Linked DNA regions of Sus scrofa: region 2 is linked to region 1. Evidence: chromatin contacts called from public Hi-C data. All regions are on one chromosome and are shown on one strand. The core of a region is the stretch at or near the end of the contact, and the rest is flanking DNA. Distances in the headings are between cores, read along the strand shown. Region 1 overlaps CDK14 (cyclin-dependent kinase 14). Region 2 overlaps CDK14 (cyclin-dependent kinase 14).

Region 1 (5,807 bases), core at 1,336-3,835:
TTAGAGCAGTGCAGCTGTGGAAGAGCTGAAGCGCTCTTTATGCCAGCTGTGTCCTTTTACAGATGTGAAGACGGAGACCCAGAGAGTTGAAGTCACCTGTTCTGAGGCACTCAATTCTGCCTTAATGTGGACCACAGATTTGCCTGTATATCAGCTAATGTTTTGAAGGTGACTTTAGGCAAGATGTTGGTTCTGATAAAAGATAGCTGTAAGTAAAACTAACTCCAGCAGGGATTCCCTCGTGGCTCACCTGGTGGGGTAAGGATCTGGCGTTTTCATTGCTGAGGTTTGGGTTACCGATGTGGAGAGGGTTTGATCCCTGGCTTGGGAACTTCTGCATGCCCAGGTGTGTCACATCCCCCCACACACAAAAAACTACACCCAAGCATATATTCCTCTATATTCATATAGATAATACATTCTATTTCTTCGTTCCATGTAGCCATTCATAATGTCACCTCTGTGTGTGTGTGCGTGCACACACACACACACACACAAGAAAAAAGAAGGTTACACCCAAAGAAAGGACAACATTCTTTTAGATCTTGCAGGTGTAGGCTAGAGATGAAGGCAGCTGTCATTAGAAATTCCTCCTACTCTTGTCCCCTTCATTTCCCACTCCTACCAAACTACCTTGTCCATCTGCCCTTGATAGTTGAGATTTCTTTTACAAAGGGTGAGCCTTTTTATCCTATAATGCTTCAAGTTCAAAAATAATTCTGGGAGAGGTAGTACTCTGAAGTGTTCAAAACCTTGTAAATGACCATAATTTTTTTTTTTTTTTTTAATTGGGAGCAGATTTTGAGAGAAGGTAGTGAGGAAGGGAGAGCCATCAGGCCCTCATCGGATAATTGATGAGGGGAAAAACAAATGAGGTTGTTTCAGGGTCAGGAATTTTGCAGATTTCAGATTTGCATGGGACTGCTCATAGTTATTCTTTCCATGAGTATAAAAAGATCATGACTTAAACCAATTCTTTTTCTGGTGTTTGGCTTCATGAAGAGTGTGGAGGGAAGAAGGAGAGAAGATCACCCTCTGATCTCAGTAAAATGCCAATCACCAGAAAACAGTTGATTCAAAGGGACAATTTTCAACCCACAATGAATTTGCTTGAAGTGAATGCCAACCTTAACTGAATTAAGTTGTGTTCCTTCAAATCCACTGCTGTGAGTTTGGGAGACAGTTGTCTGGCTTTTACATGGCTCCAAGCTAAAACTGTAGGTCAACTGTGACTTTTGGAGCCTCCAACACTGTTTGAATTTCTAACAATTTTCACTGCACTTTGAGCCTGCCAGCTAATATACAGACCCTCCGTTAATGATGCGTGAACCAAAATAATTGATCCAGATGAACACCAAAATGTGTGGGTACATCTCTAACCATGTTTGAAATTCTAAGTTCTATTGAATTTACTGGAGAAAAAAAAATAACAGAAGTTTATTTTGGTATTTGTGATGATATCTTCTTTTTTATCTCTTCTCAAGTACCATCAGATATCCCTGCTTATGTAAATTTTGTCACTTCAGCTTCTAAATGGATCAAGGAAGTGTGAAAAATGCCATCACGGAGAAAACATCCTGTTTCCTTTTAATATTGGAATGTCTCTTGTTTTCAGGTAGCACTGCTAGTACAGCTGTTTACTGTGATTGGCTTGGTCCATGGCTTGGTGCGGGAAGAAGCCAATGGCTTGGTGTGCCCTATCCTGAGGGCACTAACAAAACTATGCGTAAAGGACAGTGGAAGCTGATGGTATGGTATGCCCAAGAGTCTTCTGTGCCTGGAACATTCACAGCTAGTGGCCTTTGTGCTTGGTCAAGTGCCCACATCTTTAAATATAAATACGTATGTGTATTCACACACACACACACAAAATGTAATTTTAAAAACCAATTTGTCTCAGTCTTCTTAAGCATTGATTACTGACTTAATTAAATTCCTTTAATTTCAGATACTAATTTAGTGTGATTTTTTTAACATATTTCAGATGCTTTACCCAAGAAAACATGCACACATAGGGTTATTGCACATGATGCTCCTATACTTACACTCATCCTATTTAAAACACCACCAGTGTGGGTTTAATTAATTTCACATTATTTCCCCATCTTCCTGGGATTATACATCTACTTATTTAGATTCCTTCCAGGGGTTTCAGTAATAATGTTCCTTGAATTTTCTTGGCATTGGATAATCTTTACGAACCCACAAGTGAAAACAGTGCCTCTCAGAATAGCTGAGGTTAAAGGTTCTGAGTTGTAGACGCTTGGGGTTTTGCTTGATTTTTCCAAAGTGATTCAGATCTGAGTCATTGGATGGGAGTCAAGTTGAATTTTCTGTTCAAGGGTTAAACTTCACTTAGTTATTGAAATTGAACTTCTTTCCCAAAAATGCCTTCCACAGTAACTTCACGTACATTTTCTTTGCAATCTGGTGCCTCTCCACCAAACGAATTCTTTGTAGAATGTTGCTTAGGCAACATCACACACCCTTTAGTTGATTATTGTGTTATATTGACTTGGTTTGTTATTGGAACATCCCACGTTGCTGTTCTTCCTACACGTGTGCTATATAGACCCTCTTTTCAAGCCCTGAGCAGTCATTCCTATTCTTGGTACAGTTCCCTCTTTTTCTAGCACTGTTTGGCTTACTCACTATTTCATGTGTGAAAACCAACTATGTATTCTGTTAAATTCATCCTTTCTTTATATTATAACTGCCATTTGTCCTTTGTATTGATTCTCTGTCTCAAAATCATAATGGGCTCATGGTCTTTCAATAACTCACTTGTTCCATTTAACCATAATTTTATTTTGCTTTTGATGCTCAAATACATAATCACAGTTTGGCCAGTAGGAATCCCTGTAGGCAGATTCCTTTGTCCATCTAGCATTGTCCCTGACATTTTTGAAAGGATTCTAGTTTTCTCGTAACAGCTGGATGTTTCACAGCTGTTTCGTGCTTCCTGCCCTGTGAACTGGAATTAGGTTACTTCCAAGGAGTCCTCTTTTTTCATAGTGGAAAATTGGAGCATAGGCCAGAATCTGAGCACTGGGGGCACACATGAAAGTTAGTAGTGGATCAGAGGGCTACCATTGAGTGGTTGAAAGATCTGCCTTTTGGAGGTTATGGGTTCCTACTGTTTTTTTCCCCCCAGTTTGACTTATCTTGCTTCTATCCTCTAGTTTTCTTATGGTATGAGATTGTATCTACCACCAAGAATTTCTAGTGCACTGGCCACAAGTTATTTTGTTGAGGAAAGAAAAAATAGATTCATTTGGGGAAGGGAAATGCTTATTTTAGATTGCTGACAGGTTGGTGGAAGGAGTCAAATGAAAACTTGGGCGTTGGATAGTGGCACCAGGGTATAATCTGTCTTCTAGAACCCTCTTTCATGGCTCCAGTCAGCCCACTCTTTTCTCCCTGGTACCCTGTGAATGCCAATAATTGTATTCTGTCGTCTGTCAGAAATTGCAGCTGGAGAAGTGAGTGCCATGTTCACTTCCCCTTGCCCGGATCCTTCTCCAGACCAAAGCCCTCCCTCTTTACTTCAGGGTCTTTAGGGTGAGTGGCCTGACAAGCTCTTGAGGTCAGTGAGGCTTGATTTCCCCAGATCCTTAGGAAGGGTCTAGATTCTGCTTTCTCTTGTGCTTGTGGGTTAACAGAGATGGCCAGATCACGTTTAACTTGTTTGTCCCAAATATCGTGGAAACTTGAAACTGTTCCAGAACCGTCACTTTGCCCTTGGTGGAAAACTTAAGTATAGATTACTTTCCTGGATGAAGATGCGGGCACAAAACAGGCCTGACCCTGCTATTATTCACACAAACCCAGGCGAAGTGGAGATCAGCATAAATTGTGTATAAATTCAGTTAAGTGGAGAACTTGTTCACGGGCGTGGCGGTGCTCATGGTGTTGTTATGTTGTGCAGAAAGCTCACAGTATACGGTCATTCACTGATAGCATCTTAAGACTCATTGCTTGTCTCTTCTGGACCTGCTACAGAAAACGGTATCTGCAAAATGTTTCTAAGAATATTCTGTTCAAATATCAAAGTGCTTCAGGTAATTTCAGTAAAGTGAGTGTATTGGTTTTCTATTGTTGTGTAATAAACACATTACCACCACATACTTACTAGCTTATTACCTCACAGTCTCTGTAGTTTCAAAGTCTAAGCGTGGCATAGTTGGTTTCTTTGCTCTCAGTCTGAAATCAAGGTGATGGCTGTGGTTGTCTCACCTGAGGCTCAGGATCCTTTTACAGGCTCACTAGTGTTTGGGAGAACTCATGTTCTTGTGATTGTAGGACAGTGGTCCCTGTTTTCCTGTTGATTGTCAGGCAGTGACTACCCTCAGCCCTTAGAGGCTTCTCCCTATCCACCCAGTTCTCCAGTTCTCGGCCGTGTGGCCCCCATAGGCAGTTCACAGCATGAAATGTAAACACCTCTGACTTTCTCTTCTTCAGCCAATTAGAGAAAATACTGCTTTTAGCGGGTTCACCTGATTAGGTTAGGCCCACCAAGGGTAATCTCCCATTTGGCATTTCACATAAAAGAATCATGGAAGTGATCTCTCACCATGTTCACTCCCCAAGGAGAGGGCATTATTCTAAGGCAAAAAAGAGCATTGAATGTCATTGTAGAATTCTCCCTATCACAATGAACCTGTAGTTTATTGATAGCATTTTATGAATATATATATGTTCATATATGTATATTATTTTTGTTGATAGCATTTTATGAATATATATATATGTTCATATATGTATATTATTTGTTGATAGCATTTTATGAATATATATATGTTCATATGTATATATTTATTATTTTTGTGTCAAGATTGCTGGGTTTTTTTGATGGTATATTTTAATGAATACATGTTTCAGAACTTCAGCTTTTTTTAACACGAGAACATGAAGACTGATGATTTGGATAAATCTTCTTAAATATGATTCATTAATCCAACAGAACTTTATTGAGCTTTACTGTGGGCCGGGCGCTGAGCGATGCACTATAAGAAATGAATGCTGGAGTTCCCGTCGTGGCTCAATGGTTACCGAATCCAACAAGGAACCGCGAGGGTGCAGGTTCGATCCTGGCCTTGCTTAGTGGGTTAAGGATCTGGCGTTGCTGTGAGCTGTGGTGTAGGTTGCAGACGCAGCTTGGATCCCGAGTTGCTGTGGCCTAGGCCGGCGGCTACAGCTGCAATTAGACCCCTAGTCTGAGAACCTCCATATGTCATGGGAGTGGCCCTAGAAAAGGCAAAAAGACCAAAAGAAAAAGAAAGAATAAAAAAGAGAAAAGGGTGCTGTGATAATAAGCATTATCCTTGCTTACATGGGACTGCAGAAAATACCGAGTCTTGGAGTTCCCATTGTGGCATAGCAGAAACGAAAATAACTAGTATCCATGAGGATGCAGGTTCGATCCTTGGCCTCGCTCAGTGGGTTAAAGATCCGTTATTGCCGTGAGCTGTGTTGTAGGTTGCAGTCACAGCTTGGATTCCTTGTTGCTGTGGCCGTGGTGTAGGCTGGCAGCTGTAGCTCCAATTCGACCCCTAGCTTGGGAACTTCCATCCTGGAAAAAAAAAAAAAAAAAAGATACCAAGTCTCAAATGTGTTCTTCTGATGGGTTGCCTGGAAAGTACAATACTTTGCAAACCACTGTGGGATATTGAAAAATTTTTAAGTTATCATATGAGTTAGGAACTAACTAGCAAGAAATACGTATGTGAATGTAGTAAGTCAAGTCCCAAAGGCATGTGTCTGTACAGGTATACCATTTCCCTGGAATTTTTTTCACATTAATAATT
Region 2 (5,807 bases), core at 1,941-4,440, 270 kb after region 1:
AACTAGAAAATCATAGAACACATGGTTCCTCCTCAGTCTCGTCTGTCCCAGCATCCACGTGTGCTCGCACAGGTGGACAAACAGCAGAGTCCCTAATACTTTGCTTTCTTCAAAGTGTTGTCCTCTTGGTCTCTTCTCCCAGAGGCTGTCTGTGTCCACTTCCTTCCAGTTTTACCTGATTACTATTGCCCATCAATTCCCACCCACAATGTTAAAATGGTATCTTGTGATTATAATAATGCATGTTTATACTAGAATATTCCCATGTCAAAAAGTATAAAAGTTGAAAAACCACTTTGTCCTACTCCCCAGAGAAAATTACCTTCAGTATTTCAGTAGATAGCCTCCATTTCTACACATGTTGAAAAACTTAAGTTGTTATCTTGTATACTGTTTTGTAACTTTCTCTTTTCACTTGAAAATATTTATTTAACAACAGTAAGTACCTCTCATTGAAAAAATAAATCCAGAAATTTATCATCATTCTTAATGATAGGTGTTTCATTGTATGGATATAATTTGTTTAATCAGCTCCATGTTGATAGCTTATTTATAGTTTTCAACTATTATAAAGTTCTGCCAGAAACATTCTTTGCACAGTTATCCTATTAGTTAAGAATTATTAGAATTGAAAGCTTGTAATTGAATACAATTTAATTTTCATAAATCTATTGACTGTTCTTATACATCCTTCTCTTCATCTAAACTCCTGAAACACTTCCTTCTCCCTGTTCCCGTGAAACTCACTGATTTCATTGAGATTGCATTGAGCCTATGGATTATACTACAAAGAAATGATATAAAATTGAGCTTTTCCATCCAAGAATAAGTAACATCTCTTTATTCATATTTCGTGGCCCTTAGCACCAATGTAATATAGACATATTTTCTTTTCCTTTTTTTCTAATCAAGCTTTTATTTTCATTTGATTATTTTAAATAACTTTAAACAGTTATTTTCTCAAAAAAAACCAATAAACTTGTTCACCTATTGTGTCATTGAAAAAGGTGATAGGAGAGGAAATTTTAATGGGCTATAGTTTGCATCATATAGGTTTTTATGTCAAAACACCTTTAAACATTTGTCTTTTTAATTTATTTAAAGCTTAAGTATAATAATAATAATACTGCCACTTAAATATATTCTGATAATATAAGTTTTCTTAAACTTTAGAGTCCTCTTAACTATTCTATCTGATAGCTAACTATAATGCTTATATAACCTTGTCAAATTACTGATTTTTTATGCTAAAATAATTAATTTACTATATTTGAAATCATAAAACTTCAAAAGTAAATTATATAGAAAGAAATATACCTACGTATGCGCTGTTTAAGGATGAATTTAAAAGAAAAAGAATTGCTTATATAAATGAGGTGCATTCTATAGCAACAGTACCAAAAAATATTGTGTCATGAAGGCGTAGTTTATTGATATAGCTTAGGCAAAGTTTTACTTTTCAGTATTATTTTTATAATGTAAAGATAGAACCTATGCGAAATAGTGTAAGCAATGTCCAATAGGTACTGTCTTGTTGGATTGCTTCTTGTATGGAGATTTTGCTGTTATTTCTCAATTTTATGGCACTTATTTCCTAATTTTATGGGTATTCAGAGACCTTTGAGCTATGACTAGACTTTTAATAAATCAAAGAAATAAATCACTGTAAATCTTCTGTGGGAATGTTGATACACTAAGCTACTGTTTGCTCTTGTTAGAGCATAGAGATCCTTAAATGCAGATAAGCATCATGATTAATGGTAATAACTCCTTCATTTACTGTAGGTTTTTTGTTTTGTTTTGTTTGTGTTTTTTTTTTTTTACATGCAGAATGATTTTTACAAGTAAAATATCCTTTGGTAATTAGGAGATGAAGATCCTCATATATAAAATTAAATAATGTATGTTTTACCCTGAAGAATTAGACATGACCAAAAAAGAGAGGTATCTACAAACTTCTCTTGAAAGTAAATGTTACCATCTTAAATATTTTATTTCCTCTACTGAATTGTTCAAATTTGCCAATGTTAACTAAATGACACATTCAACCAGCAGGCTCTCCCAGTAGTTGTGCAATCATTGGAAGAAGAAATTTTACTAACCCAGTATAATTGAATCACTGGGAAAAAATGCTTTTCCTTGGTGACCCTTTAGGTCTAGTCTGAAGAGGAATGACGTTTAAATGTGATTAAGTCCATTTTCACAGGCTTCTCATGTAAACTGCCAGAGACTCTTTCTAAAGTAGCAGTTGTGTATCTGGCCTCTGGTAAAGCATTGCCAAGGAGATAATCAACTTTGAAAAATCATGAAACACGGGATTGTTTGGTTTGTTTTGTGTTTAAATACAGGGATTAAGGCCATTCATTCGCCTATGAACTGTATAGAAAGGTGGTTAATAACTTTGAAGCACAAAATTAATAGCTTGTTATCTAAGATAATTAATATAATTAACTCCCACATACTGAGTCTTTATATGGAAAGCAACAAAGATCAGTCAGTGGAGCCTTTCTATTTTTCTTTTAAAGGTTTTCTTTTCCTTACTTTTTCTTTTTCCTTCCTTGGTGGAAAGGAGCAGTTCACATTTTTAACAAGTCCATCATTTCTGCAATGTAATAACTGTGTTGATATATGTAAGGTGAACTGGCTATGCTGCAGTCTTCGATTTCACTATTAAATCGTTTTCCTTGAGATTGTGATGCTCATAGACAAAAAGGGAAGACAAGTGATGGAATTTCGTCAAATTATATTCAAGACATTTTGAGTTTCCAGGTAAATAGGCACCTTCTCTAAGCAGTAACTCTGCTCTTAAGGGAAAAGAGTGATTTATTTTCATTTCTGAAGCATTATCCATTTTTCAGTGTGGCATGATGTATTCTATTCACCTCTGTTAGCTGCAAAAATAAGTTGTAGCTGTATTCATCCAGGTGAATATATATTCAGCGTGACAAAATCAGAACTAATAAAAAATTTGTATTCTAATCACACTTTTCTGAATTGAAAAGGAAATCTACGTGACGGAACCCTGGGAGCATTCTCCTGTCACTTCTCAACAGCTGGACAAATGGCAGAGAGTGCTTGCACAGCTGTCTGAGACCTTTGCCAGATGCTTTTGGGTTTATGTGGCTCATGGCTCAGTGTGCAGCATCTCAGATAGAGAGGCTGGCATGATTGTGTGTGGAGGACTCATCCTAGTTCTCCCTGCCTTTGAATGTTGATTAACCACAAGGGGCCCTCCTTTCCCTGTCTCCTGGGTCTTCTGGCTTGTGATGGAATTTTTATCCACCAGTTATTTCTTAACATGTACATTATTTGATTGGTACAGCTGTTAAAATGTTTCTCTTCTTAATATACGTCATTCAGAATTTAAAAGAAGGTGTGTGTGAGAGAGAGAGAGAGAGACAGAGAGAAAAAAGAGCCACTTGCAACTTTAAAATCTGCTGCTCAGCCTGGCTCTTGAGTTAGATCCCTCCTTAAACCCCTGTGTTTTACAGTGAACTGACTTTAGTGGTGTAACCTGTAGACTTCGTTCTGGTCCTTGTCTCCCCATCCTGGCTCTCTTTCCAGGGTCCTAATGCAAACCATTGCTCTGAGGTTTCATGATTGGCTAGAACAGCCACATAGACTGTCAAAGAAACCACCACCTCCTTTGATGGTTGTTACCATCCAGTTGGATACAGCAGCCACATTATTAGGATGAACAATTGCTGTCATAGATTTTTATCTTCATTCCCATTATTGGGCTGCTTGAGCTGATTTCCACCATATTTCTTCAAGACTCAGCACTGGGTACAGTGGAGATGGACAGGGATTGTGTGCCATGGTGTGTGCCCTGGACAAAACAAGGATAATAAAGATAGGAAGGCGAGATATACCTTTAAGAACTACGGAGTTCCCTTCATGGCTCAGTGGTTAATGAATCCAACTAGGAACCATGAGTTTGCAGGTTTGATCCCTGGCCTTGCTCAGTGGATTAAGGATCCAGCGTTGCCGTGAGCTGTGTTTTAGGTCACAGATTCGGCTTGGATCTGGCATTGTTGTGGCTTTGGCATAGGCTGATGGCTACAGCTCCTCGGATTAGACCCCTAGCCTGGGAACCTCCGCATGCTGCGGATGTGGCACTAGAAAAGACAGAAAGACAAAAAAAAAATAAATAAAGAATGAGTCATGAAGAATTGCTGAGCAATTGATCAGCAGATGAGAGATTCATTAATAGTAGGAGATCTTGTATGAGTTTAAAATAGTGGACGTTAAGAGTTAAATATTGAATTCTAATTCTAGATTTTTTTTTTTTCCCCTGAACACACCATGTTTTCTAATTGGATTGTAGTTTCTGTATCTGGCAAGGGAGGAGTTGAACTAAATGATTTCAATGATGTCTTGCAGCTGTAACCTTTTTAATTCTAAAAATGCATGCCATTACAGGATTATACATAAGGGCTGTGGGTGTTCAAAGGGAAAATTGCTAAGAACATTTTTGTTAATCATTGGAGAAAGTATAAGATTTGAAGTGGAGTAAGGGAGATGGAGGACATGGGGCAATGATACAGGAGTGGAGGCAGGAGGAGTCTGTCTTGTGTGTGTGGAAGCTAAGACTGGATGTTGAAGACTGGACTTTGATAGATTGAGGACTTTTAAATTTTATTTTCTCTGTAATTAATAAGGAGACAATACAGTTTTTAACAAAAGAATAATAGTTAAAAGTAAAACTAATGTAATATGATATAATGATAAACTCAACTATATAAAGTCTGACACAAGTAGAGGACTAAACAACACATATGGGAGTGAAGAATACTGAAAATAATAAGCAACACCTTTTTTTTTGGCTGCGCTCATGTCATGCACAAATTCCTGGGCCAGGGATCGAACCTGTGCCACAGCAGGAACCCAAGCCACAGCAGTAACAATGCCAGATATTTTAACAGCTAGGCCACTAGGAAACTTTAAAGCAACATTTTTTTAAAGTCAATTTTAGAAAATTGAAATGAGGGAGATGGGCTGTAATACTACCCCCCACCCCGCGGAAAAATGAATCTTTTAATTTGTACATGTTTTTTTCAAGCCTCATCAGTAGGCATAGTTATTTACATGGTGGCAAATCTTTTTCAGAGTGTTAAGCTTATTTAAAAATAAAGTAGTTAGAAAGATTTTAAAGCATTAGGAAAATGAATAAACACCACCATTTAGAGATAACCAGGGTTAAATAGGTATTTTCTTTTCTAGATTCCACAGTTAGTTTAATAACAATTGTATGGTTTTTGTATCTAGTTTCTCTTTATTTTCACATTAAATAGGGAGCCATTTCCAAGCCATTAATATATGCTTGAAAATATTATTTTAATTATGCTATAATATTCTATTAGTGTGCCCAAATGTAGTAACACATTACCCTATTGCTAGGTAATTTGCTTGCGGTTTTTATGCTACAGTAAGCATCACATATTTTCATCCCATTCAATTATTCTTCCAACAAGAATTATTAGGCATCTGTTCTGCACCAGGCACTGTGCCTATAAGCAGTGCTCACCTCAAAAGTACTGTCAGCTGGGCTCCATTTAAATAGCTTCCAGAAAGTCAGATCAGAAGGATGTTGTTGCATAACTGTTGATACATCCTGTATCTAAATGCTATGGAGTGCATGTGTCTTTTTCAAGGAAAGTTTCGTCCAGATAAATGCTTTGGAATGGATAAGCAATGAGACCCTGCTGTGTAGCACTGGGAACTATGTCTAGTCACTCTTATGATGGAGCATAATGTGAGAAAAAAGAATGTATATATGTTTGTGTGGCTGGGTCACCTTGCTGTAC

What was found. A called contact is a pair of places that touch in the nucleus more often than the background predicts.
Region 2: a contact with region 1 is called in a Hi-C map of embryonic fibroblasts, with 1.7 times the contacts expected there. The contact joins two enhancer-like sites. A contact is called at or near these places in 1 of 47 Hi-C or Micro-C datasets (embryonic fibroblasts) and 1 of 2 datasets of contacts at active chromatin or transcription factors (alveolar macrophages).

What each region holds. Positions count from the first base shown.
Region 1 is chr9:70,807,771-70,813,577 of Sscrofa11.1, forward strand. The region is part of intron 2 of CDK14 (cyclin-dependent kinase 14); the gene reads left to right. Among named protein-coding and RNA genes, the nearest start is that of CDK14, 130 kb to the left of the region's middle. Within about 2 kb of position 2,586, at least 5 of the 83 cell types and tissues checked have an H3K27ac peak or open chromatin away from gene starts, as enhancers often do. A contact at or near this core is called in embryonic fibroblasts, where this site is marked.
Region 2 is chr9:71,075,146-71,080,952 of Sscrofa11.1, forward strand. All of the region lies in intron 10 of CDK14 (cyclin-dependent kinase 14), which reads left to right. Among named protein-coding and RNA genes, the nearest start is that of FZD1, 270 kb to the right of the region's middle. Within about 2 kb of position 3,191, at least 7 of the 83 cell types and tissues checked have an H3K27ac peak or open chromatin away from gene starts, as enhancers often do. A contact at or near this core is called in embryonic fibroblasts, where this site is marked.